Regions from separate parts of the Sus scrofa genome. Here region 1 is linked to region 2. Evidence: chromatin contacts called from public HiChIP or PLAC-seq data. All regions are on one chromosome and are shown on one strand. The core of a region is the stretch at or near the end of the contact, and the rest is flanking DNA. Distances in the headings are between cores, read along the strand shown. Region 1 overlaps SPECC1L (cytospin-A). Region 2 overlaps BCR (breakpoint cluster region protein).

Region 1 (4,600 bases), core at 1,129-3,628, 70 kb before region 2:
TTGCCGCATTCAAATCAAGGCGTGTAAGGGAAAAGGCTATCAGCAGTACTAAACGAAAAAAAATACACTGAACTTTTAAGTTAATCTGAAAAACTTTAGAATCGTTTATATTCAGTTAGTAAAATTAGATAAATCTCTCAGTTCAGAGACAATGAAATACAAACTAGATATTAACATTACACTAAAATGTTTTTTTGTTCATGTGGTTTTTTTTGTGGCCGTACCCATGGCATGTGGAAGTTCCCAAGCCATGAACTGAATCCATGCTGCAGCTGTAACCTACGCTGCAGCCATAGCAACACCAGATCCTTTAACCCACTGCCCTGGACTGGGAATTAAACCCACGTCTCCACAGCAACCTAAGCCACTTCAGTTGGATTCTTAACTGACTGCGCCACAGAAAGAACTCCAAACTAAAAGTCTTTTTTAAACTTTAGATGAAGGGGAGTTCCTGTCATGGCACAGCAGAAATGACTCCAACTAGGAACCATGAGGTTTCGGGTTCGATCCCTGGCCTAGATGCAAACTACTGCATCTGGAGTGGATAAGCAATGAGATCCTGCTGTGTATCTAGTCACTTATGATGGAACATGATGGAGGATAATGTGAGAAAAAGAATGTATATAGGAGTTCCCATCGTGGCTCAGTGGTTAATGAATCCGACCAGGAACCATGAGGTTTCGGGTTCAATCCCTGGCCTCACTCAGTGGGTTAAGGATCCGGCGTTGCCGAGAGCTGTGGTGTAGGTCTCAGACGCAGCTCGGATCTCACGTTGCTGTGGCTCTGGCGTAAGCTGGCGGCTACAGCTCCGATTGGACCCCTAGCCTAGGAACCTCCGTATGCCGTGGGGGTGGCCCTAGAAAAGACCAAAAAAAAAAAAAAAAAAATGTATATATACATGTATGACTGGGTCACTTTGCTGTACAGTAGAAATTGACTGAACACTGTAAACCAACTATAATGGAAAAAAATACAGCATTTAAAAATAATTTTAGGGAGTTCCCGTCGTGGCTCAGTGGTTAACGACTCCAACTAGAAACCATGAGGTTGCAGGTTCAATCTCTGGCCTTGCTCAGTGGGTTATGGATCCAGCATTGCCATGAGCTGTGGTGCAGGTCGCAAATGCAGCTCAGATCCCATGTTGCTGTGGCTCTGGCATAAGCTGGCAGCTACAGCTCCGATTGGACCCCTAGCCTGGGAACCTCCATATGGCGCAGGAGCGGCCCAAGAAAATGGCAAAAAGACAAAAAATCAAAATAAATAAATAATAAAAACAATTAAAAAAAAAAAACTTTAGATGAAACAGTTCACCCCTATGTCTCTAAGAAATACAGTCCCACAATCCACTACTTCAGTAGCCAGATACCTTGGAATATTTTGAATAACCCTGGGGTGAATCTATAGATGCTGGGCTAATTATCTAGCCAGAACTCAGAACCTCCACTAGACATGGTCAGGGCTCCTGCAAGTGACTGTCTCCTGGAAATAGTTCGAACCTTTCATCTGCATCCACAGCACATGGGATCTGGCTGCATGCCGTATGCGCCTATCAACCCTCTGTCGAGGTAGAATAAACTGTTAGCACTCAAAGGAGCAGTATCATGAACCACAAGTTTGAAAAGCTGTTACCACAGCAACCAAAAAGTTTACCCCCATTCTCCCTGTCCCCTCCAGGCTATCATATTAAAGCACATTACAATATAAAATCTGTTAACATTTGAGAACTCTACATAACTGTATTATGTAGAAATAATTTCAAACTTACAAAAAGATGCACGAAATAATACCAAGGAATATCCATATACCTTTTACTCAGATCTTATTGTTATCAGTTTACCATTTATCATTTATTATCTCTGATCCCTGTCTGTTTGCCTGTATTTATCCCTAACTTTTTCCTAACCTTTAAGGATACACATGATGGTCCCGCATCTTTCAGTGTGTGGTTCCTAAGAATACACACACAGTTTGGTTATTGACTTCATAAATGCATACTGACATGATATGTTTATCTAATCTCCCACCCACACTCCAACTCTGTCACCTTGCCCTTTATAGCAACTCCTGGCAGCACTGAAGCCAGTAAGGCACAGGGGCTGAACATATTGCCTCCTTAGCCTGGAACTTTTTCCTCAGCCTCTGTCTTTTACGACACTGGCATTTTGAGGAATATAGCACCACTCATTCCTGGGCTTTTAGTACAACATTCCTCATTTTTTATCTGTTTAATGTTCCTTTACAATTTTTTTTCCCCCTTCGGCTGCTCCTTGTGGCATGCAGAAATTCCTGGGCCAGGGATCGAAACAGAGCCACTGCTAAGTCCTTAACTGCTAGGCCACCAGGGAACACCCAATGTTTCTTTATGAGTAATTGAAGTTATGCCTCAGCCAGAATATGGCCTAGTGATAACCATATGCCTCTATCACTTACACAATCACCCAGTCACAGTGTTGCCTAATTGTTCCACTGTATAATTTCTGATTGCTTCTTTTTCGTCATTTAAAACATAACAGTCTGTGGAAAGACATTTTAAGATCATGCAAATTTCTGTTTCCCACCAATTCTTTTTGGGGGGGAGGTCTTTCTAGGGCCGAACCCGTGGTACATGGATGTTCCCAGGCTAGGGGTCCAATGGGAGCTACAGCTGCCGGCCTGCATCACAGCCGCAGCAACATGGGATCCAAGTCACATCTGCAACCTACATCACAGCTTGTGGCAACACCGGATCATTAACCTACCGAGCAAGGCCAGGGATTAAATCCATATCCTCAAGGATACTAGTTGGGCTCATTATTGCTGAGCCACAACAGTAATTTCCCCCACTAGCTTTTCATTTAAATGATTTTTCATTATTACACAGAACTGTAAAGCCATGCTCCACTCAAACAGTTCTTTAGGAACAAAAAGCAGCTGGAAGATGGCATGGCCGTGGAAACATCACCCACCACACGTGCGTGTCTGCTGGCCACCAAGCTCTTGCCATGAACCTCTGTCCCATCAGAAGCCCCACTGTCATCCTGATACTGAACACAGACTCCTCCCATATGCAAAAATGTGTAGGACAACACTTACTTTCTAAGTCAGAGATGATGAGGTTGTCATGAAGCTTCACTGCCCGGTGCTGTTCCACTTCGTCTTCAAGTTCAAAGATCGTTTCTTTCATGTCACTCCTTTCTGTCTCTTTCTCTTCCAGCTCTGATCTTAACTTTTCTAATGTCATATTCAAATCTTCTATCTGCTTCTTAGCTTCCTCCTGGAAGGCTCGGTATTCATCTTCTACCTATGTAAAACGGATGGTGCCAATCAGAGAAATGAGTTGTTCTGAGATAATTCCTAGGACGTAGGTACCCACTGTTTTAGCTGGAACCCGAGTGTGAGTGGCTGTGTGAGCGAGAGCGACCTGTGTAACAACTATACAGAAGGCACTCTCCAAAAATAGGACTTGACACGACACACTTCAGCACTACATCTGCTGCTACATCACTCATTGAAATTATATGGACATACCACTGAACTGAACTACATTATTCATGAGAAAATTTTACACATCTTCCCTTCCCCAAAGTTTGGACTGAAGGCATACATCTGATTAATGATTAACATGCTTTCCAACAAAAATGATGTCTGATTTGTGACACTTTCAATATCAAATTAAAAATGGAAACAAAAAATTCTCAAATATTGTCATTGTCAAAGTGTTAGTTCATAACGGCCCCCAACCTATATGCTCGAACAAATCTCCTTTACTGTACCTCTTTAAAGTCCTCACTTAAAAAATTAACATTTAGGAGTTCCTGCTGTGGCACAGGAGAAATGAATCCAACTAGTATCCGTGAAGATGTGGGTTCAATCCCTGGTCTCACTCAGTGGGTTGGGAATCTGGTGTTGCCATGAGCTGCGTGTGGTGGTAGGTCACAGATGTGGCTCAGATCCCACGTGCCTGTGGCTATGGTGTAGGCCGGCAGCTGTAGCTTGGATTCAATCCCTAGCCTAGGAACTTCCATATGCCTTGGGTGTAGCCCTAAAAAGCAAAACAAACAAACATTTAGGAGCAGTGGGATGCAGGTTTGATTCCCAGCCCGGCGGGAAGGATTAAGGATCCGGCGTTGCCACAGCTGCAGCTTGGGTCATGACTGAGGCTCAGATCTGATCCCTGGCCTAGGAAGTCCATATACCTAGGGGTGACAAAAAACAAAAAACAAAAAACAAAAAAAAAATTTAAGGTTAGGGAGTCACCGCTGTGGCACAGTAAGTTAAGAATCTGACTGCAGGAGTTCCCGTCGTGGCGCAGTGGTTAACGAATCCGACTAGGAACCATGAGGTTGCGGGTTCGGTCCCTGCCCTTGCTCAGTGGGTTAACGATCCGGCGTTGCCGTGAGCTGTGGTGTAGGTCGCAGATGCGGCTCGGATCCCGCGTTGCTGTGGCTCTGGCGTAGGCCGGTGGCTACAGCTCCGATTCAACCCCTAGCCTGGGAACCTCCATATGCCCGGGAGCGGCCCAAGAAATAGCAACAACAGCAACAACAACAACAACAGACAAAAAGACAAAAAGACAAAAAAAAAAAAAAAAAAAAGAATCTGACTGCAATGGCTTGGATCA
Region 2 (4,665 bases), core at 803-3,302:
CTACTGGTTACCATTCTCAAGGATCCGAAATGTATGGACAGAATGACACAGACAGACAAAGGGAGGCAGAGTGTCTCCCTCCTGGGCTGTGTGGCCACAGGTCCTCCTTCTGTCCGTCCCAGGAGGTTCTCAGGGGCCCTGGGCCATGGGGACTGCACTCTGAGGGGGAGGTCTGAGCAAAGACCAGTCATAAACCACCCCCACGTGCTGCTCCTTGGGCTCCCAGCTGGGTTAACACCTCCCCTAGGGGAGGCTGCACGGGGTGACACAAGGGCCCTCACACCTCTCAGCCAGACCTGAGTGGCGGGAGGAAGGGGAGCGCACAGCTGGCCCCTCACCCACAAATCTCGAGTCCTGGCCATCCAGGGAGGAAGGGGGCAGGTGCGGTTCCTCCTGCTCCTGAGGAAGGGGTGGTTTACCTCCACCACTGGAAGCTTCAAAAAGGGAGACACAGGAGTTCCCATTGTGGTGCAGTGGAAACAAATCCGACTAGGAACCATGAGGTTTCGGGTTCCATCCCTGGACTTGCTCAGTGAGTTAAGGATCCGGCGTTGCCGTGAGCTGTGGCGTAGGTCACAGACGTGGCCTGGAGCTGGTGTGCCATAGGCCGGCAGCTATAGCTCCGATTAGACCCTTAGCCTGGGAACCGCCATATGCCGCGGGTGCAGCTCTAAACAACAATAACAATAACTACAACAACAACAACAAACGAAAAGGGAGACACAGTGGCAGAGAGGCACCCTCTCTTGCCCTCCAAGAACGGGAATCACCAGGCTCCCTCCCCTCACCTCTCCAGGACAGAGACTTGGCACATGCAGCCCAATGACAGGCAGAGGGACAGAGATCTCCAGCCCGACCGCAGGCCCACCTTGCCCTTGCGTACGAGACTCCGGATGTGGGTCCACAGGGCGGTACCGTGAGCACACAAGTGCTTTTCGACAGAGGTTGCCCGGCTCTGGCCCGTCCGGCCAGTGGGGAGGAGGTACCGCAGGAGGCCCTGCAGGGTGGCCGCACACGGTGTCTCTCGCATCCTTGGCCCTGCTGTGTGAGAGGCTGGTGCAGCCGGACTGGAGCGCGATGGACAGGAGTGAGATGGGTGGCAGTGAGGATGGAGAGCAGTGTGTCGAGCTCCGGGCCTCCAAGGCCTTTTGACCAGGCTTCTCAGGAAGCCCCGCCCCTGCAGCCTACTCCCCCCCCAACCCCAGGTTCTTTGTTTGTGTGTGGAAAAAATACCCCCACCAGCAGCCTATTGGTTACAGGAATTCTGACACGTCACAGTTCTCTCTAAAGCCCAGAAAAGCCAAGTTTCCTTCTCAAGTGGCTGGTTTCCTGTTGGTGAGCTTGGAGATGCTGAGTAACACGTGTCTGCCTGGCCAGTCTGCCTCATGGCTGCCCCTAGTCAGTGACCCCATCTTGGCATGGACTTGGGTGGGAGAGTTCCCCGCAGGCCCTGCAGCACCGCCAGTCAGATGCATGACAAGGGGTGATGGCCCATCATCTACCCCCTGTACTGAGGCCCAGTCCTGCCTCCACCTGCCCCAGAGGCTGCCAGGAGGCTCCTTACCAGGCCCCCAGCCCCCTCAGTGGCTCCAGAGGGAATGATAGTCCCCAGGCTGGCCCATTGCCAACAGAGAGCATGTGGAGTGGAGCGGAAGCAGCATGAGAATAACACAATGATGAGGTCGTCTCCATCCAGCCCCAAAGAGCACTCAGGGCTGGCACGCTCTCTCATGGGCTTTTTAAAGCACAGAGAAATAAACAAGTGGGGACCGGGGTTTGGAACAACAAACGGAGACGGAGGGGCAAGGACCGGGAAACAGCAATCGAGGGAAAACTGGGGGCACCTTCTTACACCCAGGTTCTAGAAGGAAGGTCTGGGCCCCAGCTCCTCTCCCTCAGGGCTGGCAAGGGGGGCAGTAAGCCTGCTGGACCACCTTGTGTGACCCATCAGAGAGGCAATGGGGGTGGGGCAGGTGCTGAGGACGTGGCCCCACCCTGCTTGCTCTGTAGCACGGCCAGATGGGTCACTGATGTCACTGATGGACAACCACAGCACGTCTCTCATCCACCCAGCCCGAGCACAGGCAGCACCAAACTGTCCAAAAAAGGAAATGCTGCTCTCTCCTCACTGGCCTCCCCGGAGTTTCCCCTGGGCCCAGTGTCACCACCCAGGACGGTCCAGCAGGGCCTTCCCAGGAGTCCTGATGGACCCCACGTGTCTACACTGTAACCTACTCCCTGGAGTGGTCTCCTTCTCTTCCTACTGCAGTCTGTTCTCTGCACCTCTATCCTCCATAGCATTAACGCCTCCACCCCTCCCTGCAACCAGGCTACAGCATAACTCAGAAAAATAAAGGACAGCTCCCACCCAGGAGACAGAGGGTGACAGGTATCAGTGAGGATGTGGAGAAATAGGAGCCCCCAGACACCACTGCCGGGATGTGAAATGCCATGGCCTCTCTGGAAAAGCAGGGCAGTTCCTCACAAAGTTAACCCTGGCTATCCGACCTGGCATTTCCCCTCCTAGGTCTCTGCACAGCAGCAAGGAAAACATCTTTCCTCACGGACTGTGCACAGGTTCACAGAACAGTAACCTTTATAGGCCTGAGCTAGAAACAACCCAAGTGTCCGTCAACTGGTGGACGGAGGAGACACGGATGGGATGTGGTTCAGCCAAAAAAGGAGTAAAGCTAACATGCTCTGACGCGGATGACCCTCAAAAATGTTTTGCTAAGTGGAGGAAGCCAGTCACAAAAGATCACGTAATACGGTACAATTCCGTTTATACAAAATGTGCAGAATGGATAAATCTAGCAACAAAAAGCAGTCCCACCCCCGCTGGGGGGTGGGAAGAGGGAAACCGTTTTGGGGGGTGTGTGTGGAAATATCCCCAGACTGGATTATTGGTGATAGCTGTTCAACGCTGTACATTACTAAAGCCATTGACTTACATACTGAAAAGGGACACACTGTGAAAGACATGACAGAGTATGACAGTGAAAGAAAAAAAAGATATAAGGTCCCAAACCAGAGCACAGTAGAGCAAGGAGGTGCCCCTTCCCTTGAAAATAGAAAGCATAAGGCAGAGAGTGGCAGGAGATGAAGCTGAATCACGAGGCATTTTTCTGAGAAAGAGAAAGAGTAGTAAAGTGATTCACAGCTCTGGGCCAAAGCCTTGGCCCACCTCTGGCCTGATTCAACGCAGGCCATGCACACATCACCGAAAACCTCAGAGAACCCAGGGTGTCCGCAGTCAATATCCTTTTGGATTTTTCTGTTTTTTTTTTTGTTTGTTTGTTTGTTTGTTTGTTTGTTTGTTTCTGGCCTTGCCTGAGGCATGCAGAAGTTCCTGGGCCAGGGATCAAACTTGCGCCAGAGCAGTGACAATGGTGACTCTTTAACAGCTAGACTGCTAGGGAACCCCTCAATATCTTTATTTTTTTAATGGCCACACCTGTGGCATATGCAAGCTCCTGGGCTAGGGGCTGAATCAGAGCTGCAGCTGCTGGCCTACGTCACAGCCACACCGGATCTAAGCTTCATCTGTGACCTACGCTGTAGCTTGTGGCAACACTGGATCCTTAACTCACTGAGGGAGGCCAGTGATCAAACCTGCGTCCTCACAGACACTATGTCAGGTCCTGAGTCATAATAGGCACTCCCTCAATATCCTTTTGTATCATACAATCCAAGTTTTTTTTTTTTTTTTTTTTTTGGTTTTTTTGCCTTTTCTTGGGCTGCTCCCGCGGCATATGGAGGTTCCCAGGCTAGGGGTTGAATCGGAGCTGTAGCCACCGGGCCTACACCAGAGCCACAGCAACGCGGGATCCGAGCCGCGTCTGCAACCTACACCACAGCTCACGGCAACGCCGGATCGTTAGCCCACTGAGCAAGGGCAGGGATCGAACCCGCAACCTCATGGTTCCTAGTCGGATTCGTTAACCACTGCGCCACGATGGGAACTCCTGAGCAGTAATTTTGAATAAAGTGAGGGTCCAACCAGATTCCCAAGGCCCCGGTCTCACCGTTGAGGCTCATGTAAGACAGAAAACATGAAAAAAACCCAACTCTGATGCTCCGGTTGGAATTTGAGTTGTGAGCCCAGTGAGACACACAGAGGAGTAGGGAAAAAGTCTTCTAGAAAAACGGGGAGGGGCAGAGGAGGAGGCCTGGCTGGGATCCCAGGGTGTCGCAGGCATGACCGCCCGCCTCTGCCTTCCTTCCTTCTTTCTCCTGAGGATCCTGATTCATAAACAAGGTCTCACGGAGGCTGCCCAACAGCCTGAGTCACAAATGCACGTCCGTCACTCTGGGATTCCCTCTCAGCTGACGCTGGTTCAGCAGCCGGTCCCCCCGCCCCTGTGTCCCTCACTGAAGCAGAGAAGGGGGGCAGAACTGGAGCCAGCCTGCACCACTAACACCACTGACAGCAAACAGTAATAACTGCAGTAGTAGCAGCTGACGGTGAAGGCCCCCATACACAGCTCTGTGACCCCCACCCAGGTATGGGTAAGGAAATGGCTCTGGGGAGACGATGCTATGACTCAGCCCACGTCCCAAATGGTGCAGTGGGGCTGGAGGACTGGATAGTCTCTCCTTGACCGGACTCCAGCAGGCTCCTCTGAGATGTTTTCCAGCTGCAGGCAGCCCTCATGTTTTTGCGCT

Evidence for each region. HiChIP or PLAC-seq counts read pairs in DNA pulled down with a chosen protein or histone mark.
Region 1: an H3K27ac HiChIP or PLAC-seq map of alveolar macrophages shows a contact between it and region 2. The contact joins two enhancer-like sites. A contact is called at or near these places in 12 of 47 Hi-C or Micro-C datasets (alveolar macrophages, blood, embryonic fibroblasts and 7 more) and 1 of 2 datasets of contacts at active chromatin or transcription factors (alveolar macrophages).

What each region holds. Positions count from the first base shown.
Region 1 is chr14:49,378,994-49,383,593 of Sscrofa11.1, reverse strand. SPECC1L (cytospin-A) reads right to left here. Exons shown (of 16, transcript XM_021073804.1): 5 at 3,073-3,280. Among named protein-coding and RNA genes, the nearest start is that of SPECC1L, 48 kb to the right of the region's middle. Within about 2 kb of position 2,378, at least 6 of the 83 cell types and tissues checked have an H3K27ac peak or open chromatin away from gene starts, as enhancers often do. A contact at or near this core is called in alveolar macrophages, where this site is marked.
Region 2 is chr14:49,308,223-49,312,887 of Sscrofa11.1, reverse strand. The region is part of intron 16 of BCR (breakpoint cluster region protein); the gene reads right to left. Among named protein-coding and RNA genes, the nearest start is that of SPECC1L, 22 kb to the left of the region's middle. Within about 2 kb of position 2,052, at least 28 of the 83 cell types and tissues checked have an H3K27ac peak or open chromatin away from gene starts, as enhancers often do. A contact at or near this core is called in alveolar macrophages, where this site is marked.